Linked DNA regions of Mus musculus: regions 1 and 2 are each linked to region 3. The links are chromatin contacts, called in public HiCAR-type and HiChIP or PLAC-seq maps. All regions are on one chromosome and are shown on one strand. Each heading gives the region's core, a stretch centred on a gene start, on an enhancer-like site or on the middle of the called end of the contact. The rest is flanking DNA. Distances are from core to core; before and after follow the strand shown.

Region 1 (3,293 bases), core at 602-3,101, 610 kb before region 3:
GGATGGTCTGTGTAGTTCACATGCCAAAATGCCCAGGGCTTTGCCAACCAAAAGGTGGTGAGTGCTCTTGTCCCATAGGCACCACCTAAAACGGGCAGCAGATGGGAAAGTAGGGCAGGGGTGGAAAACAGCTGGATACCATTTGCTGCCTAAGAGTTCTTTGGGGATTTGAAAATCATTGTTTAATTTCCCCTCCTGCCCTCACATGTAAACAAATGTCCTATATCAGGGGCATGGAAATCAGAACTTTTAGTGGTTGGTATTCATCTTCCCTATCTCTGCAGCCTTCTTCCCAGCCTCCAAGATGCTCACATCACATGCTTGCACATTTACATGTGCACATGCATGCATGAGCACCCGTGTGTACCCATGTGCTCACTTACACCAACAGGCCAGTCTTTCTAATACAAACCACAGGCCGATTTTGTTCACTGTGTATCTAGGGCCTGGCCAGGAACCCAGGCTTCTTTCCCTCTGAAATCTCTTGGAGAAGTTAAAAGCGGCTATGTGGGACCGCAGTAGGAGAACTGAATTGGCGACACGGTGGTTCTAGATATTTATACACTCCCGTCATTTGCTCAGCTGAGCTGCTTGCAGCTGTGGCTTGTTAGGGATATCACCCAAAGGAATTGCAGAAAATACACATATTTTATATAATTTTCCCCTCTGTTTCTTTTCCCGGTTCTAAATAGGCACTTGAAGGGAGGGGGGATTTACCATAGGATCTTGGGCACAAGGTACAGTTACCCCCAGAGCACTAGGGGAGGACATTTGTGGGTCCTCCTGGGGTGGCGGGCGGAGCAGGGAAAAGAGCCTCTGTATTCTAGTCCCAAAGGTCACACAGACATGAGGAGGATGTCTCTCTCATTTGACACTCCTTCACAGATGAATTTAAGACCAACCTCCAACTTTACATTTTTAAGCTGCTGGCTGGGAGGTCACGTGCTCTGGGCAGTCCAGTCCTGATGGGCTGCAGGGTCTACAGATTGAGTCCTTCTGGGTCCAAGGAAGGTCTAGACCATGACCTTGACACAGATGTCAAGGGAGTGATTCCTTTTTTTCTTTTTCCCCAGACAAAGGCAAGTGGTTATCTATGGTTGGCTTCAGTAAACATCCTTGGGCTTCAGCTCCCAATAGTCTGTAGCTATAAATGATCAAGGCTGTGGCTCTGTTTGCCTTTGCTTCTGTGAACAATATCACAGGCACCTAAGGAGTTCAGTGTGTACATAGTATTCTTCAATCTTTCCTCAGTCCAGACAAGGACTTAATTGCCCCTTTCCCTAGAAAATGGAGAGGAGGAAGAGGAAAGCAGGCAAGAATTCCTGCTCTTTAAACGCTGTCCCCTCCCTTTCAAGAGCTACTCACTGCAACTCACCGAGGTGATGAAAACTCCCCAGGCTAACCCATCGAATTATGGAAGCTCAGCAGAAAAATTACAGCTGCCGTAGAGGTCACCTGACCCCGATGCATCAAGTCCTGGAGGGAGGCCAACCCTCCACTTAAAATGGCAATCTTGCACAAAGTGGCACAATGACATGTTAAAAAATATAGAGATGGATAGAGATGTAACATGAAAATATGTATTTCTCCTGTTCTTAGCCTTAGAAGCAGGCATGTTAAAGGTATTAAGCGGCATTCCACACTGGAGGGATCCTCTGGCTATGGGCTTTGGAGCCTAGACAGGAAGTGTGAATTATGAGGCAATGGGAAACTAATCCAGACAAAATGAAAAGAGAAAGGACGGAGCCTAGGTATCTGGTCCAGGAGGGCCCAGAAGAATGGGGGTTGTCTCGCCCACCTGCCCCGACCTCCCCGGCTCTCTGTGGGAGAGGGAAGCCTTTGTCTGCTGGAGGTGGCTGTTGTGGGACTCAGGGAGAGCAGAGTGAGTTGGCAATCCTTTCTCGTCTGCAGGACCAGACATCCAAGGAGGAAATCTCTGTGCACTGGGCTAGACTCTGAGGGCACCTGGAGAGAAGGGGAAAGCTTGGCAGGAGTGCACAGGAGGCACAAATGTGGCACTGAGATCACGTGTCCCTGTCTTCAGCAGGGACACACCTTTCCCAGGGAGACCCAAATGTCCCAAACAGGACTCTTTCTCTAGGGATGGGATAGACATAAACAGCTTTGACTTTGTTTCTGGTTATTAATTTCCTACAAGCTGCCCCCAGGGTAATTCCTAAATCTGTTTTCTCCACTTACCCTCAGTTCAGACAGGAGAGGAAAATCTTTCTGCTTCTTAAGGGCATGTGACTTTTCTACTCTTAAAATGCAGCTTTCCTTCCTCCCTCCCTCCCTCCCTCCTTCTTTCCCTCCCTCCCTCCCTCCCTCCCTCCCTCCCTCCCTCCCTCCCTCCTTCTTTCCCTCCCTCCCTCCCTCCTTCTTTCCCTCCCTCCCTCTTTCCCTCCCTCCCTCCCTCCCTCCCTCCCTCCCTCCCTCCTTCTTTCCCTCCCTCCCTCTTTCCCTCCCTCCCTCTTTCCCTCCCTTCCTCCCTCCCCCCCCTTTCCATTTCTGCCTGTGAGCTACTTGTTCTGGCCCTGTAAGATGTGGTGGAAAATTCCTGGTCCCAGCAGACTCTGTGGATAGACTTTCCAGAGTAGGAAGGTAAGTTGCAAGCACACTGCGTGTCTTCAGTTCCCCCGGGACTGAGTGGCATCCTCAGTGTAGTGTCCGTCTATACTGTCCTTTACTCTCCCCTCTTTGCACTTGTAAATTTTGTCTTTGGACTGCTAGTCTCTGCCTTTGTCTAACTCTTCAATATAACCTCGCTGGAGGAAAGGTTGACTCCACCTTCCGCATGCAGCTTAGTGAACGTGCCCGTGTGAATGAACCCCAGGATCAAGCCACAGCACACGTCTAACACCCTTGGAAGACTCCTCTCACTTCTCAGCCCACACTTCCTGTTCCCTTCCCAGGAGTGATCTCCTCTCTAAAGTCTGCCACTGAAGGCCAGACTTGTTATAGCCTCGTTGGTGTCTGGCTTTTTACCTTTACATTCATATTTTTAAGATTCATCCATGTACCAAAGTGGTTGCATCCATTGACCCTCCCATCAACAGTGTATACATGATCCAGCTGCTCCATATCCTCTCCAATTCTTAGTGTTCCATCGCTCTGTACTTAGAGCCGTTTCAATAGGAAGTAATATGGTGCATATGTGGAGACCCCTTTCCTTAAGCCACACATTAAGTTCCCCTAGAATAATAATATCATGCAGGGATTAGGGTGAACAACTTTAGGCTCCACACCATGAAAACAGAAAGACATTAGTGCCAGGCACACTGGTATATTTGGTC
Region 2 (3,315 bases), core at 212-2,711, 590 kb before region 3:
TCTTCCATTCTTCCATAAACTTGACTCTCTAAGACTCAGCTCTTTCTTCTCCCCAACTCTTATCATATAAACTCACCACCACTGCCTAGAGACCAATACCATCTATCTTAGATATACTTCTTGTTTTCAAGCAGGAGAAACTAACTTTGCCCTTGGTAAGGATGTGAGAGCCAAAAGAACTCACAGGAGACTGGAGGAGCAGGCTTAGAAAATGAGAAGAACCCAACAAGTTACTGGAGATCAGTATCAGTGTGCATCCACCCTGATGCTTCCATGACCACAGCCTCTGACTACCGTAGGACATTGGTGCTAGGGAGTTGAATGTCCATGAATGACCGTGATAGCAAGCTTCCAAAATCCTTCCTGGTGTTTGGCCTTGGTTCTTACACTCTTTGATGCTTCCTGCCTGTATTGAGTTGGAGATGCCTGTGACTAACAGCATATTGTGGAAGTGATAGTGTATGACTTTCCAGGGTCTAAAAGACACTGTGGGTTACCTTATTTCTGTTTATATATAATTTGATTTGAGGAAATGCAAGCCATTAGGCAATACTGCCACTCAAAATGTGTCCTGTGGAAAGTCCGTGTGTAGGGGAACTGGCATGTCCTGCCAATAGTGATAAAAATACAAGCTCTTGCTTCAAATCATGTGAGTACATCATGTGGGCATGGTCCTCATCTCCAGCCATGCCTTCTGGTAACTGCAGGTCTTACACCATGACTGCAGCCTTGTGAGAAGTCCTGAGCCAGAACCTCACAGCCAAGGGGCTTCCAAATGCCAAACCAAACCCAACATAACTATTTTTGTTGTTATTTTAAGCCACACTTTTGGGAATAATTTGTTATGCAGTAATAGAGTTTACCTTTGAAGTACATTCAGTGACGTGAGAAGCCTGCGAGGAGCCTGAGTTTGACTGACTGTCATGGGCTGGATGTTAGATTCTGGGGGTTTGCAATTGGAACACAGCGAGGTGAAGCAAGGATAGTCATATGCTAACTCTGTGGGTGACAGGGCAGAGACCCACACTAATACTATCCACAGAGGGGAGCATTGCCCTCTAAGGGGAAGGTTCTTGGAGTATGGATAGTCACAATGCAACAGCATGATTTCATTGAATCTGAATTCATACATCTCTATCCTCCCATTAGACTGCTGGACTCATCCCCTCCCTCCTCCCTCTGAACCCCCAGTAAAGCTGTATCCTTCCTTCCGTTTAAAGCTAACCTTGAGCTGTCCTTGGCCTGTTGGCATCTTCTCCACTAGGTTCATGCCTTCCACTCAACAGACACACCCATCACCTTTATATAGTGAGCCAGTGGGAGCGCAGTCTACCTAGCAGAGGGGTGTGGGGCAGTAAGAGAAGTATGACTGAGTGGCCACAAAGCTGAGAGTGATGTGCTGGAGGATGGGAGCTGGCTTCCTGTCAGGCTGACTGCAGATCTCTCACAGATGCCTTGCCCATCCCCACCATTGTAATGCTAAACAATCAGCAGAGTAGAAAAGGCCTTAGACGCAGGGATGGGTCTCAGAGTACGCAGCTGGTGGCTGTCTTGTTTGTGTCCTCAGACGCAGCAGCATTTCTTCTTCTTTCCCCACTTGTCTTTTTCTGCTTTCTCTTCAGACCCTTCTTCTGGAACCAGAGATTCAAGGGCAGATCATTTATTTGAGAAGTCCACGGGAGGGAAGGGGGAGGAAGAAAGGCTGAGTTATTAAGCCACCAGCACAGCAGTTGACCAGAGCTTAATCCCACGAGGGAACGCTTGGAAAAGGTACAAAGCCCCATGGCTCAAAATTATCCCACCTGTGGGGCAAAAGGGCTGAGATATTTATGTAGCAACGGGGTTGAGTGGTTGGTGGAAGGCTGCTTCTAGGGGGAGGGGTTATTTCCCAGCACTTCCAGTCTGCTGCACAGGTAAACATAATGACCTTCTGTGGACGTAAGGTGTCCAGGTAACACAGGCAGAAACCGCAGGGTTAATGAGTATTGCTTTTCACCTTTTCCCTCTCTTCCCCTACCATTGGCTTAGAAAACTCTATGCACAGGAGGCCTCCTTTAATTCTTTTCAAATCTTACACAGCCCCTACTGCAATGTTTTGCACATAGTAATGATCAATAAATATTTATGCTCTGCTTAATTAATGACACCACAAGATAGCTTTTTTTCCCTCTTGATGGTCTATGGGTATTACCTCCGTCTATCTCCAATTTCCTGGGACAGAATGGATTTCATGTCATTATATTTTTATCCACTAAGTATGTAAGAGAAGATAATCTGATGTTTGTATTTTGCAATACTTCTCATTCAGTTGCATTCATAAATAAATAAAAAGTCTCCATTAAACCACAGGCCCTATATTTGTATCTCTCTTTCAACTTTGTCTCTCTAAGAAGCTGGCTCCAAATTGAGGGAATTTGGAGGCTCCTGGTGTGTAGACTCTTATTAGCTTCCCTGCCTGACTCAGCACAGTCCTTTGCCAGCAATAATAGCTTGTCCCCTGTGCACTCAGGCTTTCGCAGTCCTCGAGCCAATGAGAATCAGGATTTGTGTTTTATTAGAACTTCCCATCTCTGAGTGGAGCTTGGAAGATCTGGTAGAAGCCTGTGGCCTTCACTGCACTCTGCAGGCTAGACCACCTAGGTTCAGCAAGGAATTATCAGAGCTCCAGGGGTAGAAAAGCAATCAGCTCTTGGATCTCCCCCCCCCCCCCCAGCACTGTTCATTGGGCCAGTTTCCCCCCAGAACCTCAATCTTGGAGCCTTGCCCCAACCCTAGGTCAATAATCAATTGGTTGCTGATTTCTGCTTTATAGCCCAACACCTGTCTTAACTCCAACAGAATCCATGCCACCAACCATCTTTCTGAACCTGATCTCTGCTTGGATAACAACAGCATGGTATTTATCTGTTCCATCAGATTAAGTTCCTCAGCCAGGATGAGGGAAATTTTTACCCCTCTTTTCAATTAGGAATGAGGTGATTCTGACCCATGCACTTAACCCTCAGGTAAGGTTACCTTTGCCAACCTTAGGTAATTCCACATTCAACAGCCCTGTCCCTTTGTAGTGACTTCTGTGGTCAATATTTCAATATTTCAATATTGTCAGTAGGCAACTTGCACTGATTTTCTAGATCTGGATTTGCACCTTGCAGCTTTTATCCCTAGAGCAGTGGGTGCTGATGTCATCTTAGTGTCCAGCAGAAGGCTCTGGGGAAAACATGTATGAGTGCCTTGTTTTCACTGTAAGGTATCCAGATTCCTCCAACCTCAGATGTTTCTCTTGTGGCCTTGATAGCTTCCTTGAGAGTATCATTA
Region 3 (3,163 bases), core at 538-3,037:
CTAGATGGCTTTATTCTCCATAATATTGCAGAAGCCCCCATGGATTGGACTCAGCCTCAATCTCTCTTCCCATCATTTTGAATAAGAATCCTCCCTACCATCTCAATCCAAGCTATGCCCTGTGGCCTCGGAAGCAGCCTGCCAGCAGCTCCAGTCTCTGCTCTGACCTTCGACCTGTGACCTCATGACCACAGAGGAGTCTCTTCGGAATCCCCAAATCTCAGATTTCTTATCTCCAAAACTAAAGATAGACTCCCCTTTATGGTATGCATATTTGTAAAGAAGAAAGAAAGAAAGAAAGAAAGAAAGAAAGAAAGAAAGAAAGAAAGAAAGAAAGAAAGAAAGAAGGAAAGAAGGAAGGAAGGAAGGAAGGAAGGAAGGAAGGAAGGAAGGAAGGAAAGAAAGAAAGAAAGAAAGAAAGAAAGAAAGAAAGAAAGAAAGAAAGAAAGAAATGAAAAGTACACAAAATATAATGTCCAGCATTTAGTAACTGGATTTAACCAAAAAAGTATTTGGGGATATCTTATCTCTTGCTGCATGAGTCCTTTGTAAGCAAAAAAAAAAAAGATTATCTTTGATAAGCTCTCCAAAATATTTATATTAATATTGATAAATTGGGGCAATAGGAATGAGTGACTGACGCACTGTCTCTGATACATATGTGTGTGTGTATATACACACACACATATATATATATATATGTCTCTGATACATACGTGTGTGTATATATATATATACATACACACACTGATATGCATAATTTGTACTTTTGGGTATGTGAGTTTTATGTCCTTTCTGGCCCTCACCATTTAGTGCCCTTTCCAACCTTCATGTTTCCATAGCAACCTGGCCTCTTCCTGTCCTTCCAACCACAGACCTGTCTAGTGAGTACAGAGCCGGCTGCTCTGGGCAGCGCCTCTGCTCTGCTCGCAGTAGCACAGTCTACAGTGTGACTGCATGGAGGCTCCCAGCCTTGAGTGGTTTCTAAGCATGCTGTCTGTTTAGCCAAGAAAGCAAATGGAGTCGCCTCCAAAAGAATAAGGGGTGGCTGTTTGTGCTTGTGGAGACCTTTCCATATTGACATTTGTGTTTAAAACAGAAAAGAATTGGGAAAACATGGGGGGGGAGCAAAGTATGGCAACTCCTTCCCACAGTTTTACTGTTCATGCCTCATGGGATTGTGCTCGTACACACACACACACACACACACACACACACACACACACACACAGAGAGAGAGAGAGAGAGAGAGAGAGAGAGAGAGAGAGAGAGAGAGAGAGAGAGCGCAATATAATAAAGTGAGGAAGGCCTGGGAGCAAGAGGAAACCAGAGGAAGTGGAGAGAGCTGCTCAGAGAAAAGGAGAAGGACCTGTGCCCCTGACAACATGGCAGCCCGTGTCTCACAACAGAGCCTGTAGCTCTGTCCCCCTTCATTCTGGTCCCCCGAACACTTGGTGCTAGAAAAATAATAGAACAATGCCACCTCCTAGGCTGCTGGGTTGGAAGGGCTAGACGTCCTCTCCAGACAGTAGGATCCAAGGGACAAGAGCATCCCCCTAGACTAGCCTGAAAACCTGGCTGAGTCCGAGCTGCAGGCATCCAGGCTGGCCTTAATGATGTGAGGCCACATGGGTGCTGGGGGCCTAAGGCCCTCGGCTAGGCAACAAGAGCCTTTGCACTGTGACTGTGTATATTACAGCACTTGAGGCTGGAGGCCAGGGAGAGCTGGTCCTGCCTCCCACCAAGCAGCAGTCAGCTAAGGCAGGTGATGACGGGTCTACGGAGTTCAGCTCCCACACCCTGGCTAAGGCCTCCCATACATAATTAAAGAGGGGAGAACCGTGCTTCCTGGTTGTGTATACTGCATGGAATGGTTTTTTTTGTTGTTGTTGTTTTCCTCCTGTGGTAGACAGCTACGGGGGCTGCTTTCTCAGTGGTCCTCTGTGTGTGGCTGCAATGACTTTCAGTTCCTGATGCCTTTGTGGTTTGGTTTTGTGAGAGGAACAAGCATGACAATAAGCTGGGCTCATTTGCACGGGTTGGAGGGTTTTCTTGTTTGTTTGTGGTGTATTTGCATTTGAAAGAGGAATTCTTCTAACTACTCCCCTCTACCACAGTGGCTCCGCCCTCCCCCCCTCCCCCCTCCCCCCGCCCCCATCCCTCCTGCTATATAAGTCCCAGGAAATAGGAGAAAGCTACAGGACCCATTTGCACAACCCTGTCCTGTTTGAGACACCGCTTTGCATCTTTGGTCTTGTCTGTCAATGAAACACAATCTTGGCTCCAGACTTCTCCTGAAGAGGAATGAAATATTTCTCCCCTGACGGGTGTTTCGGTTTTTATATTTCTTCAGACATTTCTACCCACAGATAAGATGCTTAGTTGTGAAATCTGAGCAGGAGGTTGGAGTCTGTTTTATTTGAACCACTTGACTACTGACCCAAATCATAAGTCCCAGAGGACAGTGAGATAAAGCATAGGGTATCCCGATTGGCAGCAGCCTGAGTTAGCAGGAATGTATTAGTCACCATAGGATCAAGATGCAGAGGATGTGAGCCACCGTGCAAAGGAAGCCGAGTAGCTGGGGTCATGTAGAACTCCGTCAGTCAGTCAGACAACACGGGTGAAATTAAATAATATCTCCTACAGAGGTGTAGTTGTGTGTATGTGTGTTTCTGAGTGTATATGTATGTGTGTGTGTGTGTGTGTGTGTGTGTGTGTGGTGTATATGTGTGTGTGTGTGTATATCTATGTGTGGTAATAATCTGTTTATAACCATAGGTGAAGGAAGTTTTCATAAAGCGTATCAAGAGAAACTACTTGTCACATATAAGCCCTTCCAGGCTTGCTTGGGAAGAACCTGTGTCATGATAGACCATAAGACCGTGCATTCTGTCAGCTCACAGTGGGACAGGGATATGACACTCACAGCTAAAGCGCTTCTCGCTCATTCAACAGAAGCATGCTTTCAAAAGATGTCTTGACCTTACATCTTTTCCCTTTTCTCTTAACCTCAACTGTCAAAAGCTAGAACTTCCTTCCCCCAACACCCAGGCCTGTGAAAGTTACAATTAGGAAACTTAAGACTCTTAGGGTCGGTCATTCAGTCACAAACTGTAATGTGGGGTAAAGCACATGGCAAAAGGAACATAGGTGAACTGAA

Evidence for each region. HiCAR-type assays count read pairs that join an accessible place to other places. HiChIP or PLAC-seq counts read pairs in DNA pulled down with a chosen protein or histone mark.
Region 1: a HiCAR-type map of the HL-1 cell line shows a contact between it and region 3, with 49 times the contacts expected there. The contact joins two enhancer-like sites. A contact is called at or near these places in 2 of 39 promoter capture datasets (cranial neural crest and second pharyngeal arch cranial neural crest) and 2 of 115 datasets of contacts at active chromatin or transcription factors (the HL-1 cell line and embryonic basal ganglia).
Region 2: an H3K27ac HiChIP or PLAC-seq map of embryonic stem cells shows a contact between it and region 3, with 7 times the contacts expected there. The contact joins two enhancer-like sites. A contact is called at or near these places in 2 of 39 promoter capture datasets (cranial neural crest and embryonic stem cells) and 8 of 115 datasets of contacts at active chromatin or transcription factors (the HL-1 cell line and embryonic stem cells).

Annotation. Positions count from the first base shown.
Region 1 is chr9:50,139,534-50,142,826 of GRCm38.p6, reverse strand. No RefSeq gene overlaps it. Among named protein-coding and RNA genes, the nearest start is that of 2310003N18Rik, 92 kb to the left of the region's middle. Within about 2 kb of position 1,851, at least 14 of the 459 cell types and tissues checked have an H3K27ac peak or open chromatin away from gene starts, as enhancers often do.
Region 2 is chr9:50,122,552-50,125,866 of GRCm38.p6, reverse strand. No RefSeq gene overlaps it. Among named protein-coding and RNA genes, the nearest start is that of 2310003N18Rik, 110 kb to the left of the region's middle. Within about 2 kb of position 1,461, at least 15 of the 459 cell types and tissues checked have an H3K27ac peak or open chromatin away from gene starts, as enhancers often do. A contact at or near this core is called in embryonic stem cells, where this site is marked.
Region 3 is chr9:49,532,930-49,536,092 of GRCm38.p6, reverse strand. All of the region lies in intron 13 of Ncam1 (neural cell adhesion molecule 1), which reads left to right. The region is part of intron 2 of Gm11149 (predicted gene 11149); the gene reads right to left. Among named protein-coding and RNA genes, the nearest start is that of Gm11149, 16 kb to the right of the region's middle. Within about 2 kb of position 1,787, at least 66 of the 459 cell types and tissues checked have an H3K27ac peak or open chromatin away from gene starts, as enhancers often do. A contact at or near this core is called in embryonic stem cells, where this site is marked.